Regions from separate parts of the Gossypium hirsutum genome. Here all the other regions are linked to region 2. The links are chromatin contacts, called in public Hi-C maps. All regions are on one chromosome and are shown on one strand. Each heading gives the region's core, a stretch centred on a gene start, on an enhancer-like site or on the middle of the called end of the contact. The rest is flanking DNA. Distances are from core to core; before and after follow the strand shown. Region 1 holds the start of LOC107952025 (transcriptional corepressor SEUSS). Region 2 holds the start of LOC107952461. Region 3 holds the start of LOC107952027 (mitogen-activated protein kinase kinase kinase 3).

The links. A called contact is a pair of places that touch in the nucleus more often than the background predicts.
Region 1: a Hi-C map of leaf shows a contact between it and region 2, with 1.9 times the contacts expected there. The contact joins the promoter of LOC107952025 here to the promoter of LOC107952461 in region 2. A contact is called at or near these places in 5 of 34 Hi-C or Micro-C datasets (anther and leaf).
Region 3: a Hi-C map of leaf shows a contact between it and region 2, with 2.6 times the contacts expected there. The contact joins the promoter of LOC107952027 here to the promoter of LOC107952461 in region 2. A contact is called at or near these places in 6 of 34 Hi-C or Micro-C datasets (hypocotyl and leaf).

Annotation. Positions count from the first base shown.
Region 1 is chrA02:12,187,386-12,190,260 of Gossypium_hirsutum_v2.1, reverse strand. It overlaps LOC107952025 (transcriptional corepressor SEUSS), which reads right to left and starts at 1,508. Exons shown (of 10, transcript XM_016887260.2): 1 at 1,226-1,508; 2 at 1-499. The coding sequence starts at 161.
Region 2 is chrA02:12,047,379-12,050,449 of Gossypium_hirsutum_v2.1, reverse strand. LOC107952461 reads right to left here and starts at 1,641. Exons shown (of 6, transcript XM_016887713.1): 1 at 1,366-1,641; 2 at 997-1,225; 3 at 880-937; 4 at 701-806; 5 at 474-596; 6 at 15-368. The coding sequence starts at 1,641. The coding sequence ends at 15.
Region 3 is chrA02:12,227,795-12,230,745 of Gossypium_hirsutum_v2.1, reverse strand. LOC107952027 (mitogen-activated protein kinase kinase kinase 3) reads right to left here and starts at 1,483. Exons shown (of 8, transcript XM_016887265.2): 1 at 1,024-1,483; 2 at 70-333. The coding sequence starts at 1,409.

The DNA of each region.
Region 1 (2,875 bases), core at 259-2,758, 140 kb before region 2:
ATATTATTAAACTGAGTACGAGGAGACACTAATGAAGGAAACCCAGATTGAGAAGGAAGACCACCGCCTTGTGATCCTAGCATCCCCGAATTTGTTCGCAAAAGAGACGATGGAACAGACTGCGCACCACCTATTGGAGTAGAAGGCCCTAATGGCACCATGTTTCAAGAATAACTGCCTAAAACTCACTCACTCACAAAACTGTAACAACTATCTAAAACAACATGAATTCAACTAAATAAACTACAGTTAATAGAACAAAACACAAAAAAATCAGCCGCAGAGTTCAAGAAATCAGCCCAACTTGGCTGCTTTTAACTTTCCAGTCCTCATTGTGGAAAAATAACAAGGGATCAGTTCGGTGCCTGAGCATATAGCTTTCTGTTCCACCATACAAGCGGCCATTACCAAAGAAAACCGAATCCCAAGAAGAAACTCTGATTCTGAGCATTCTAACATTTACAGTCAAGCAACACTAGAATGGCTTTCCCTCGAATTCCTAATAAAAGAAAAGAAGACATAAGAATTTTCAGATCCACTGGAACATAAATCATCCGAAAAATAATTTTACTAACATTCAGCACAAAAAGTAACTAAGACTGTCAACAAAAAAAATGTAAAACTGAAATCAGATAACCGTAAAATCAAACTCCAATCGAATCTTAAAGAAAAACCTAAATCTCAAAACTGTAGAAATTTAAAACTCAAACAAAATTTTACTTAAAATTAGAGAAAGACAGTAAAATCAACTGACCAAGCTGAAATTTTTAACCTCCAAACCCCCAAAAAATTGCAACTTTATTAGAAGAAAAACGAATGTTTAACCAAATACATTAAAAAAAGCAACTAAACTCGATCCAGCCACTAACAGCAGAAATCAATGATCCAGACTTAAACCCCAAAAAAAAATAGCAAAAGGGTCAAAGCTAAAGAGACTTTAAGAAGACTTACCAGCGTTGAAAAATTCCCACAGTTACTGTCAAAAGATAAACAAAGAAGAAGGGGAAAGAAAATAAAAAAGTAAAGAAAGTTTCCCAAATCTCCAAAGCTTTGATTTCAATCAAAACATACCCAAAACTAAAAATACCAAAATGTCTTTTAAACTCTCTTTCTCTTCAATTCTTCTTCCCTTTTTTTTCTTTTTTTCTTTTTTGCTTCAATAAACTGAAGCAATTAATATGTTTACACTTCACCAAAAAAAATTTAAACCAAACAAAAAAAAAACCTTCTTTTTGCTCTCCTCTTAAATCAATTCTTCTGCTTTTTCTTTTTTCTTGTCTCAGTACGTGCCCTGTTCTTCTTCGCTGTATCTAGAGAGAGAAAGAGTGTTTGTATTGTCCTTTGCGGACGTCAAAATTTCATTCCATTAGATTGAATTTTCTTTTATTTTTCCCCCTTCACTCCCTTCCTTTGTTTCCATGGAATGATGATGATGATGATGGATGGCATCATATCCATCCATCCATCCATCTATCATGAATTATGGATGATGGGATGTATTAAAGTGACGCACTTGTTTCGTTGCATGTGTATGCTTACACTTATGCCACATGATTGTTTCAATTTTTTTTTCAAATATTGATTATTTTAAAATTAAATTAATCCAATTAAATTACCATAAACTGAATATGGGTTAAAAGTAAAATTTTATTGCCATAAAAATGTGTGTTGGATGTATATAAATTAGAATTAATATAATTTATTTAAATTTAAATTTAAATTTAATTCAATCCAATCAAAATAACATTTGAGAGACTATGATAAATTAATTGAATTATTCAAAATTAGAAATTGAATAATTCGATTATCAGTAGAGTATCGCCTCCATCTTGGTATTCATCAGTAGCTGCCTATATTTGTAGCAGTTTACCAACTACTACTAGCATATTTATTTTTTAAAAATAAAATTATGTTATTAATTTAATTTATAATTTATAATATTTAAATTTGTATTTATATATTATATATTTTACTAAAATTTTAAAAATAAATTATAAACATCAATACTATATTTAAATTTTTGGCTAAGTTTATATATAAGTTAACAATATATTAATTCAATTGAAAAATAATTAAAATCTCAATTTCTTTATAAAGTAGCAAATATTGATATATCTGAAAAAATTTCATTCTTGACAATTTATTTTTTTAAGAGTAAGGATTGTATAAAACTGTGATTTCATGTTATCTCTATCTATTTCCAATAGGAGAATAACAAATCAGATTTTTGCTCCTGATTTTAGTATTTTTCAGTTGGATTTGAATTTTTTTAGGAGAAAAAATTGAAAATCAAGAGAAAAAATCTAATTCCTATTAAAAAGAAATAAAGATGACGTGAAATCACAATTTTATACAATCTCTTCTCTTTTTTTTTAGTTACAAAAGAAAGTTAAATTACAACACTCAATTGATAATAACAGACTGATTACTCAACACTTATCCCTCAACATTACATATTGCACCACCAAATGTGATAATGAAAAAAATAAAACCACGTTTAGCAACACCTTACCATCTTGTTTATAGTACTAATAGCCATGTTCGTTGTTCGTGATACATACCGAATCTCAACTTGCTAATTCTCATTATCCCGTTGTGAATGTCCAATGTCAATATTGTGTAATAATATAATGTATGTAATATTTTAATATAGATAAATTGAAAAATGGTCCGAAATCCCAAAATAACGTCCAAACAAAAACAATACACATACTACTCTAATAAAAAGGAAGAATTTAGACAAAATATGTTGTTCGTTTAGCGGTCTCAATCGTGGCCGTTGAGGAGTCCTAGGCCCACCCTCACTGCTATATTTTTAAGGTTTTTTTATGAAGTTTTAATTATTTATTATAAATATAATAAGATTGATATCCGA
Region 2 (3,071 bases), core at 392-2,891:
ACCATTACAACGGACTATGAAAGGTTTTCACAGATAAGAGGCCAAACCTTAGCAATGGATTTCCATAGGAAGGAACAACGCCCCCTCGACACATTTTCGGGTAAACCACTGGGGATCCCGTATTTAGACCGAAGGACCCAAACCCATAAAGCATTAATATTAGAGATAATGTCAAAACCCATCTTCATCATAAAAGAAGTGTTATGATCTTTCAACTGTTTCAGACCAAGACCCCCATAAGATTTTGGTTGACACACTGAATCCCAAGTAACCAAAGCTACCTTAATGTTGCCATTTGTGGAAACCCAAACGAATTTTCGCACGATGCGCTCGGTCTCATCATACAAACCTTTAGGAAGCATCATTGTCTGCATAAAGTAACTTTAGATCGATAGAATGACATATTGAGATAAAGTAACCCTACCTGCCAAGGAAAGTTGTCTGACGTCCCAACTAGATAGCTTGTTACGAACCTTATCAACCATAAAGCGCAGCATGTTATTTGTAACCCTCTCATGAAAAAAGGGAACACCTAAATAAGTCCCAAGTTCTTCACTTCTTGAAAACCAAAGAAATTGCTGATACGCCTCCTCAAACTGCCATTTATGCCTTTGAAGAAAAAAATATTTGTCTTCCTCATATTAATTCTATGACCCGAGTAGTTACAAAAATCATCAAGAATATTATTGATGATTCAAGCCTGATGTTCCCCAGCATGACCGAAGAGGATCAAATCATCCGCGAAAAGCAAATGAGAAAGCGGTGGACCATTGCAAGCAAGTCGAATAGGGATCCAATTGCCAGTACTAATAGCAGCATGAATATTGTGACATAACCATTCCATGCACAAAATGAATAAATACGGAGATAAATGGCAACCTTTTCGAACGCCTCTGGTAGGTCGAAACTTCAAAGTTGGAACCCCATTCCACAACACCTGTATAGTAGAGCTGGAAATTACAGACATAATAAAATTACATAAAAAATTAGGAATACCTGCAGCTTGGAGTGACAAGTCAATGAAGTCCCAATGCACTCGATCATAGGCTTTTTCTAGATCAATTTTGATGGCCATCCACATCCTCTTTTTTTGCGTTCTCCTCATAGAATGTATAACCTCTTGAGTAATGAAAATATTATCCGTCATATTCTGTCCAACTAAGAAACCAGCCTGCTCGAGAGCTATAAACTTAGGGAAAACCATTTTAAAATGATTAGCAATAACCTTCACAACCAGTTTATATAGAACAGAACATAAACTGATTAGCCAAAATTGGGCGAAGCCTTCCAAATTTTGAGTTTTAGGGATAAGAACTATAAGCGAATTATTTAATTCCGGATCAATGCTTTCACCAGCAAAAATACCCTTAACCCAACTGCAAACGGAGGCGCCAACGTGATCCCACTAACTTTGGTAGAAATAGCGTAAAAACCATCACTTTCTGGAACCTTCAAAGGTGCCATGTCAAACAAAGCAACTTTAATTTCCTCATCAGAAATTGGACTGTTTAGGAGAATAAAATCCTCGTCAGAGAGAGGTGGAAAAGCGCTCAAGGGCAAACCTCTCATCGAGCCGGGATGCTCACCATACAAGGCTTTATAGAAATTTACCACTTCAAATTTTAGTTGTTCTTCATTCATGATCCATTCGCCTAAATCATTTTTTAAAGCGGTGATTTGATTCTACTTTCTTCTCCTCAAAGTACGCGCGTGAAAAAATTTGGTGTTTCGATCCACTAAAACTAACCAATCACAACGAGCTTTCTTTTACCAAAGAATCTCTTCATGATGCAACACATTTTCCAAATCCTCTCTAATCTCCAACTCAACCTGGTTGATAAAAGTCGAGTTTCTTCTACTGCGCTCAACCTCAATATTGTGTAGTTTCTTAGTCAGAAACTTCATGCGAGTATGAATATGACCATACACATCCTTATTCTATCTTTTGACTTAATCAGTAAACTCAAAATTAATCATCGACATATTAGCAGAAATCCTTTAATTCTCCTTTACAAAATTCGAGAATGCTAGATGTTCAATCCAACCTACTAAAAATCTAAATGGACGCCCCTTTTGAGGAAAGGAAATCAGGCATCAAAGATAGTTTAAGGGTTTATGATCGAATTTAAGTCTAGGCAAGTGAGTCACCATGGAATTAGGAAAAAAGGTACATCAAGCATTGTTACAGATAGCCCTATCCAGACGCTCCAGAATTCCCCCTCTCTGCCAAGTGAATTGTGGACCTCTAAAGCCTAAATCTTGCAATAAGGTGGAGTCCATAAGTTCACCAAAAAAGGGGTATCTCTTTCTAAGAGTCCGACTCCCTCTTTTCTCAGTAGTAGAAAGAATAGTGTTAAAGTCACCAATTGCCATCCACGGAGACCCATCTACTGGAATAGTTCTCTATAAAGCCTCTCAAAAAAGTCTCCGTTTACTGTGATTAGGGCTAGCATATACAAAAGTAACCAAAAAAGGCTGTCGGAAAGAAGTTCCAGTAACTCTAACTAACACAAATTGAGAATGGTTTTTTAGAACCTCCACACAAACGGATTCTTTCCAATCAATCCAAATACCACCTGAAAAGCTCACTGCCTCCACACGATGAGAGTAATGAAAACCAAGCTTTGCAATAACTGAATCAGCTTTTCCCTCACTAACTCTTATTTTTATAAGGCCAATAAAATTTGGTTTATGTTTCCGATTATATTTACAAAAAACCTGAATAAACTTCGAACTAGCACAACCCTAACAATTACAACAAAAAAATAGTAAAATTTATAAATTAAAAATTTAAAAATACGGGGACTAACCTTTCAAGGGGTAATGGGAGTTTTATCTCCTGCATCATTAATGATAACCTTATCAGTAAAGGTCTCCACTTGTTCACCAATAAGCTTTGCCATGGAATTCATAGCATCGGGAAGTGAGACACATGAATTTCCAGCAATTTTAAAACGTCCCCCTCGTCTATGAATTGTCTTATTTAGTGCTCTACCACTGCGCCCACTTTCTTTTTTATTATCATATTAGTATCATTTTGAAGGGACGGTCACAATATTAGAGTCCCCTGT
Region 3 (2,951 bases), core at 234-2,733, 180 kb before region 2:
AATATATAAAGCTTTTTCTTTTGAATTCATTCATATGAAAGGGCAATGAAATTATATCAAATATTTTACCTATTAAATCCAGCATAAACATGTCCAAATGTCCCTCTTCCTAGAAGCTTCCCTTTCTTCCATTTAGATGGAGATTTCTTTGGAGGTTTATTAGGTGAAGTAGGAGGAGGAAGGGGAAGACGATGACATGGATGTTTCTCAGTTGGGGACTCTAAACTGGCATCCCATGGTGACAGATATCGAGGTGATTGATGCATATACGAAGCTTTTGATCCTGAATTTGAGCCTTTTGACCATAAGTTGCTGTTATTTTCTTCATATACTCTGCAACCAAATCATAAACTATGTCACTTATATATCAGAGTTTTTATATTAATATTTTCTAAAAGAATCATGTGAGCACCGTAGCTTTAATGATGTTAACAACAGGGGAACCACCAGATGAACGGTATAAAATATCCAGCTATTATATTTGCCTTTTCTTCATTAAGGCAAAAGAAAATACATTAATTAGTATTACAAGTTTGGTAGATGATAACCGACACATTTCTGCACATAGCTTTTCAGGCACTTAAATTATAAATTATATGTTAAATAATTTGTCATAAATGATAATTATATCTTCTATTTTACTTTTTTGTTTTTGTTAATAATTTTTTATGCTAAATATATTCGATTGTTTACTGTAACATTGAAGCAATTCATTTTATCATTTTTTTCTTTAATTTTTAATCAATTTCTTTTTAGTTTAAAATGCCTAAATTTACTTAAAAGTTAAATATAATTTAATTTTATAATAATTCAATATTTTCATTATTTTTTAATGTTGTATATAATTTGATAAAGAAATATAAAACAAAGAGGGTGAAGTTTTCTGAAAATCAAACCAGTATTGAGTGGAAATTTATGGAATTTTCACTAAAATCTGTATCAGATAGTTATTATTTGATCTTCATGAGCAAAACAGAAGATGAAACAAGTTTTTTAAGGAACTTGAGAATATAAGCTACAAACCTGAAGGAACTGAAATCCCCATGAATATCATCATCATCATCATCATCATCAGAAGATTCATTTGAGGTAACACTTGAAACTGACACCCTTTCTGAACCAAAACTTGAACCCCTTTGATGGGACTCCATTGATGCCCTACATGAAGAAGCTGAAGGCTGTGGCAATGGATAAGCTTTCTTCTCCCTACTTTTACTTCCTAAATCTGAATCAGAATCCCACAACACTGAACACCCATGAAAGGAGATTGGATGAACTTCAATATCATAACTGTTTCTCGGAGATTTTTTACTCGCTGCAGCTGCTTCATGCAAGCCTTTTGGCTTCTCCATGCTATGTTTATTGTTGTTCCTTGTTGTATATGTTTTCTTCATGCTCTTTTCTTCCATATAATAAAGCACTGTGTGAGGAAGAACTAAGTAAGTTTTAGGCTGAAGTTGTGCTTTATGAACCCACTTGTTTATATAGTGGTTAACATTAATGTGATACCGCGTGCTTGCCTGTATATACACGGGTGTGTTTATCTACCGAGGCCTTCCACTGGCTACTTGGTGGTTTGAAATGATTTAATGTACGTCCAATCCTACGGTAAAATTTTATGACAATCCATTTTTGATATAAAATTAACTTCAGGTATCTTTTGATTTTCGAATTAAAATGGATGGTACCTGGATAGAGTCAGGTCTTCTCCATTTTTGGTTTGTTTTTGGATAGGAAATCAATATTACTTGGAAGAAACTTCGAAAATAAGCATATATCTAAGGACATTTACTTGACTCTTTGATTATCTGCAATTAGCCTTTATATGTTCATTATAAGAGCAAAAGATTGGTCAGATTATTACATAATGATGACGAATTTATGATTCCAAAGCAAAACAGAAAAACATATTGTCACTTCTTAAATTCTCCATTTTAAAACAATAAATCAGAGCAGATCAAATACATTCAATTATGAGCATCTTTTCAACTGCACAGCCTTGTCCTTAAATATACCATTAACCACTTTTTTCCTTAACAGTCAATCACTAACAAAGATCTTGCATCTTGTTGTATCAGACAACCTTTTCTTTTTATATAGGAAAGGATTGTAACTTGTTAATGGAGGGAAACTTGCTAATAGAAGAAAAGTGTTAGAAAACCCAACAATTCCAACCCTAACTTATTAAATGTCACCTTTCGAAAGACAGACATAAGCTTTTTGGTTTTAATGCTTTGTCTTCTTCTGCACATTTGACTTGTCTGCAACTTCTCCAATACAGAAAATTGCTTCCATGAGAAAAACACAGATTTGGAAAATTCAAACAAGTGCAAGCCACGAAGACAACATTCAGTACTCATCAACTTGGTTTCAACTGCATGCATGCCGCCCTGGTGGACATGGCAGTGGATAAATTATTGATGAAATACATGGCGTCAAAATGCTCTCCGCTACATTTTAGATATTATTGGTTTTGTGTCCCATTATAATAAAACCGAAGTGGACCTTACTGCATTGATGAATTGTCTTTGTCAGCTAAACAATTTGCAAAACCAGCAACTCCCCCCCCCCTCCTCTTATGGTGGAAAACCGCTGCCTTTCCTTTTCTGTTAAATGTCCACAACCTATATGATGATGTATGTTAGTTTTCTTATTTAGGGTGGACCTTTTAATTATGCATGAAAACATATGGAAACTTTTGACATTAGAATTCACAGTTTTGGCCATTGTTTCAAAGACATTAAACTCGGCAGATGATTGGTTATTCTCGTACACACTACAAGAAAAATGAGTATTTAATTTGTAGATGTTAAATTTAATTTTTTAAGATACTAATTACAATAACTAAATTAAATTATTGCTAAATATTATAAAGTTAGCAATGACTTTAACATATGTCGTGTAATTTAATTTTCTTTCTATTAATAGTAACAACACGATTTGTCGTGATG